Linked DNA regions of Gossypium hirsutum: region 2 is linked to region 1. The links are chromatin contacts, called in public Hi-C maps. All regions are on one chromosome and are shown on one strand. Each heading gives the region's core, a stretch centred on a gene start, on an enhancer-like site or on the middle of the called end of the contact. The rest is flanking DNA. Distances are from core to core; before and after follow the strand shown. Region 1 holds the start of LOC107918669 (c-Myc-binding protein homolog). Region 2 holds the start of LOC107918413 (PITH domain-containing protein At3g04780).

Region 1 (3,057 bases), core at 156-2,655:
TGGTTATATTTCCGTATGGTATTTGAAATCAACAAATCTTACAATCTGATCCATATTTTCAAAATCAACAATTGATTCTAGAAATTAAGGACCGAAGCTGCATAATTTTTCCAAAAAATAACTTGACTGACGTTGCACTTTTACCTTTCCAAAAAAATAAATTGACTAAATTGATTGGTTGAAGCTTACTTCAACTTCAATGTCATGTGACTTCCTAACTATTCTTTAGTCAAACAAGGAACCTAATATTAATTATCATTTTGCATGGGAAAATTTGACCAAAATTAAAATTATTATGAAATTAATATATAATAAAGAGAGTAAATGAATAAGAAATAGAAGAGTAGTTCAATTAAAATGTGTGTAATATTTCTCTAAAATTAATATTTATAGATATAAGATATTAATTAATTTTAGTGTCCTAAACTTATCTTGATGTTGATGAAAATCCCGTTAATAAAAAATATTTTATTTTATTTTTACAATATAAATTAGCTTTTTCTTATATTTTATTTTATTTCATATTTATTACTACGAATCTACTGTAGCTCATTAATAAGAAAATAGTTGTTAAAAAGAGGGCTAAATTAGCCATATGTGTCGTTTTCTTTAATTAGTTTTTTAGGTCATTTTTTTAAAAATTAGAGAGGGTTTTCCTCCATGTGCTTTTTAATTATTGGTAACAGTAAAATTTTTTAAAGAGTCAACGGTAATTTTTTCCTATAAATATTCATTTTTCATTTTTTTAACTCAAATCTAATTCTCTCTACTCTCTCTAAACTCTCAATTCTCTCAAATTTATGAAGTTTTGTTCAAAATTTTCCTATACATTTGTTTAAAAATACTATAGTTTTATTTAATTATTTCGTATATTCATTTTGATTAATTTTTTATGAATAACAAGTTCTCTGATTCGTTTCGATTATTTTATTTTTCGATATAAATAGACGGATGATTGTGTTTTGGAAGGGTTCATACATAATTTGTCAAAAGCCTAGACACCGAAATTAGTGGTTACTTGCAAGACACAGGATTCTTACATGCATCTCGTATGCTTGGAGGCTGTAAACTCGATCCTACACTCATCAATGGCATTGGTGGAAAGATGGAGGCCCGAGACACACACTTTCTATCTTCCATGCGGTGAGTGTACAATCAAACTCGAGGATGTAGCTTTACAACTCAGTTTATCGGTGGATGAGCCAGTCGTTACGAGGTCAACAGTCATTCCCGATAAAGAGGACCTTTGCAAGGCATTTTTGAGAAAGGTGTCGAATAAGTTTCAAGGTGACCAGATAGATATGATTTGGTTGGAGAATAATTTCAAACTTAGGTACCAAATGATAAATTGACCCATCTAAAATTTTTACTAAAAAACTGCTGATGGGCTGAACCCAACACTCTCAAGCAGAATTGGAATTTGGAACAGTATCCAAACTGTAGTCCACCCATGGTTGTGAGATGTTATTTTTCAAGTTTGGTCTCAAGTCTCAACTCAGAAAACCTTAACCAACACGATTGGCTACTGAAACAAGGACATGAAAGACCCATCAATGTCTTTCACATAAACTTGAATCTTAGATTTGCTCAAACACAAGGGCTCCAGGCAAAGAAGGAAAGCCAACTGCTGAAGCCTGAAGATAATGATGAGATATAAAGAGGTACAGTTTGTTTACTTTAATGTCTGCTTTAAACACACTTGTAGATTTCCGGTTTCGTTGTTGGAATTCTCTATTGTTTTTCACAGCAAATGCATTTTTTATCACTTTTAGTTATAAATACTAAATACCCAGATTTTGGATTTAGGAAAAAGATGCTAAGAAAGAAGCATTTAGGAAGTATCTTGAGTCCAGTGGAGCTGTTGATGCTCTCACCAAAGGTTTTATTTTTTCTTTCTTTTTAATATATAATTTTATTATTTTCTCTTATTTTAACATATTTCTTGATGTGGGTATTTGGTTGTTTGTAATTTAATTTCATTATTTTGTAGTTTTGGTTGCATTGTATGAACAAAATGAGAAGCCATCTTCAGCTCTTGAGTAAGTTTTTCAAAATTCAATCTTTCAATTGAGTTTTCCATGTCATTGTTCAAGTTTATATATATATATATTGAGATCTGTAGTTCAATTTCAATAATGTTGGATATTGTACATTGGACTCTATTTGTGTGAACCGTATCTTACAAGTTACAATATTATCATCTTGGATTTCTTAATGTTGCTTTCCTTGCAACATCTGAAATCCTGTTTTCTTGTTTTTGTTTAATGTTTGTCCCGAATTCATGAAAACTTGAAATGAAATAGCCTCTCTAACATTATTTTAATTTTTATGCCAAATCATAAATTAGAATCGACTTTGTCAGGGTACTTGTGTCATCGTCTGTGCCTTTTGGTGAAAGGTCGCATGGTAGTAAAGCTAAAGCATTGGCACGCGACCATAGCAAATGGCTTAACTAAGTTTAATTACTTCTACATTGAGCAGCTTATGGTTGACATCCACTTTATGTTATTTGCAAGGAATGTTGAGATATAATTATAGTTTTTTCTCCATGGTAGGTTCATACAACAAAAATTAGGGGGTCCAACTATATATGAATATGAAAAGCTACAAGCTGAGATTTCTGATTTGCAAACAAAGTACAATGAGCTATTGTGTAAGCATGAGGATGCTTGCAAAGAGGTATGGATTGGTTTATTTGTGTAAGGTATGTAAATGCTAACGTAGCTTAGTTGACCAATATTATGTTGCCATGTGTCGAAATCAATGCCACATCAACATTTGAAAAAGAAATCTGGCCCAATATGTGGTAACTTAGCATTGGTCAACATACAATGTCAGCGTTTTATGTAACAGTGTTAGTTCATTGGAGTGGCATTTTAACGGAATATTAGATCAGGTACCATACCAGATTGTAAACTGGTTATAATTCAAGGTCAATTATTAACCAAAGATAAAAGCTTCTTTATTATTCACATACGGCTTTTTAGATGAAAATTCTATCTTGGTGGACATGATCATACCTCAGGCATGTTGAATGCGATGACTACATAAACTAAC
Region 2 (3,057 bases), core at 364-2,863, 170 kb before region 1:
TTATTATTGGAACAGTACACACCTATCGGCAATAAATTTTTATCAAATATCTTAAACGAAAATACAATATTAAAATTCCAACTTCAAATATTAAAAAGGTGATGCAAATATGCCTAATACTGTCCACATAACATAACCACAGTTAAAGTAAGACTATTATATGTTAACAATGAAGATTAAGGTTGGAGTTTTGTGGCATTCATCCTAATACTGGTAAAAAGTTTCTTTTTCAAGTGTAGGGATTTGCCTTGACTTTTTAATTTTTTTTGGGCTTTGATTTTGGACATAGCTGTGTTTGGGCCTAATAAATTTAATGGAAAACTTGTAAACAGCAAAGGACAGCTACAAACTTTAGGCCCTACCCTTACCCTACAATTGGAAAGATTTCAAACTTTAGTTTTCCATTTCCAATTTTGTGTATAGTTGAATTTTTTTTTATAATTTAAATTCTTTCATTTATTTTATTTTTTTCAGATTGAATTTATTTTATTAAAAAAACCTGCTTAAATTTCTTACCTTTTTTTTTCTTCTCTTTTTCATTAATTAAATCGAAAATCAATTGAGACTTCAATTTAGAGAGATTAGATTAATTGAACCGCCAACTCTAAACCTACTAATCAACCAACCCAAATTTAAATTTAATTGTATTTAATAACATATTAGTTTTTTACTTTATATAAAATTTTTAACAAAAAAGTGTTGATATGATAAGTAGATAGTTACTTATCACTTGATGTTAAAAATATTTTATTTTTCAAAATTTTATTTTTGAAATAAATTGTCGTGTCATTTTATTAAAAATCAAAATGTTCACATTATTATCTTAAATTTTTATCTAAAAATATTCAAAATAAAATAAATAATGTCATATTAATAAGATTAAAATTACGAAATGATGAATTTTCAAAAATCAATATTTACTGTTTTAATTTGTATGGAGCGGTAGTTAAAGTTTAGTGGTGCTCATTAGTCGGGCCGGGCCATGTCAGGTATCTAGATCAGTTTTTAAGCTTGGGTCTTGACAAGCCTGAAAAATGACTTACTTTTTTGCCTAAGCCGAGCCAAATTTAAGAAAGGTAAATCTGAGTCTGACTTGACCTAACCATATTTAATTTTTTTAAAATTAATTTTTATTTAAAAATATTTTAATATATATATATAACACTAAATGCACAAAAAATACTAAAATAAAAATTTTCTAGCACCTTAAAAATATATTTAAAAAATCTTTGAAAAATATTTATATTGAAAAACACAACTATAAACATAATAAATATTTATTATATTAAAAAACAGAAATAAATATAATAAATATTTTATTGTATTAAGTATAATTTTTAAAATTTTATATTTTTAGTTGAGTTATTTAGTTGATAATTTTTTTTAGATTTAATTATTATTGGATTAATGATTTAATATAAATATAAATATATATAATAATTATTTAACATATATAATTAATATAATATTTTTATAATATAATATATTCGAGTCGAGCTTGGTAAAAGATTTATCCAAAACTTATTTTTTAATATTATATTTTATCTAAACCTTTCCAACAGAGTTTCAAATGAGTAACATTAAAGCGCGCTTGTTATACCATTTGACCGCTAATTCGATTTTGAATACTATTCTTTCTTTCGATTCGATGGGTAAAGATGTCAAAAACCAAAGACTTGTTTTACGTAACTAAACGACAACGTATCAACAACTTCTTCTAGTTTGGTCTTTTCCTATGATCACTATTTGATTGTCTTAAGATCTCTCCTCTTCTTTAACTTTCTCTTCGATTATTCCGTCTCAACCCTTTTATTTTTCTTTGTATAAAACAAAGTTTCTAACTTCCTATCTCAGCAATCTCGTTCTACTCTTGAACCATGTCGGCTGCTGAATCAGCTACTGCAATTCACAGAAACCAAGTGAGTCTTCTTGTCTTCAAACTTCTTTCCTTTATGGGATATCCTTTGTTTGGTTTCCCAGAAAATTTGACAATTTCTTGAATGGAAAAGAAATGGGTATCTTTTCAGATGGTGTTCTTTACTTGAAAGATTAGTTTTTTTTTTCTTTTTAAATATATATATTGTTTTGGGTAATTGAAAGAATTCGTCTTTAGTGTATTTTTGGGGGGTTATTCAAAGAAGGATTCTTTAAAATTATAGTAGCTTGATGATTTGGGAACTTTCTTTTTTGATAATTAGGTTGATCTCTTGGATTTTATTGATTGGTCTGGAGTTGAATGCCTTAACCAAAGCTCCAGTCACCCTTTGCCCAATGCTCTCAAACAGGTAACTCTCTTCAAGTTGTTCTTGTTTCTCTTAATAATGGCCGATTTTAATTTTTTTTATTGAATCAATTAGGCAGATATGCTTATTTATTTTGTGGAAAAATAGTGGGTTTTTGTTGAAGTTCTATTTAAACATTGATTTTAGGGTTAATTGATTCACCATTGTAAAGACCATGTATTTATTTTGCTAATTAAGTTGCTTTTGTGTGAAATCTTTCAATTTTATGCTCATGAATTAGGGTTATAGAGAAGATGAAGGCTTGAACCTAGAGAGCGATGCCGATGAGCAACTTCTGATTTATATCCCTTTCACTCAAGTTATTAAACTACATTCCTTTGTTGTCATGGGATCCGAAGAGGATGGTAAAGTTTTGTATATTTTTTACCTTTCCATATATCTTGCATTCAATCACATAGAAGCAAAGTCCCATTGGCTTATTCTGTTGACGAATCACGAGTGCCAGTTCTCAGTTGTACTCTAGTAGAATTACCTTTGATGTTGCCGATTGTTGAACATGATGATTGTCTTTTCAGGTCCAAAGACAGTGAAACTTTTTGCAAACAGGGAGCATATGGGGTTTAGGTAAGGTCAAAGGCATTGTTACATTCTCGCAATTTGTTACTTTCTCTCATTGTTACATTTCACTGAGGATGTTTTGTTTTACTTAATGCAGTAATGTCAGTGACTTCCCTCCAAGTGACACTGTTGTTTTATCCCAGGATAATCTAAAGGTAGCTCTTCTTTGTCCGTCTTTCCATTGTTGGAAAAATAA

The links. A called contact is a pair of places that touch in the nucleus more often than the background predicts.
Region 2: a contact with region 1 is called in a Hi-C map of leaf, with 1.8 times the contacts expected there. The contact joins the promoter of LOC107918413 here to the promoter of LOC107918669 in region 1. A contact is called at or near these places in 3 of 34 Hi-C or Micro-C datasets (callus and leaf).

What each region holds. Positions count from the first base shown.
Region 1 is chrD13:57,358,456-57,361,512 of Gossypium_hirsutum_v2.1, reverse strand. It overlaps LOC107918669 (c-Myc-binding protein homolog), which reads left to right and starts at 1,405. Exons shown (of 5, transcript XM_016848253.2): 1 at 1,405-1,661; 2 at 1,807-1,879; 3 at 1,991-2,039; 4 at 2,556-2,679. The coding sequence starts at 1,644.
Region 2 is chrD13:57,529,920-57,532,976 of Gossypium_hirsutum_v2.1, reverse strand. LOC107918413 (PITH domain-containing protein At3g04780) reads left to right here and starts at 1,613. Exons shown (of 8, transcript XM_016847973.2): 1 at 1,613-1,919; 2 at 2,199-2,285; 3 at 2,524-2,647; 4 at 2,819-2,867; 5 at 2,959-3,016. The coding sequence starts at 1,878.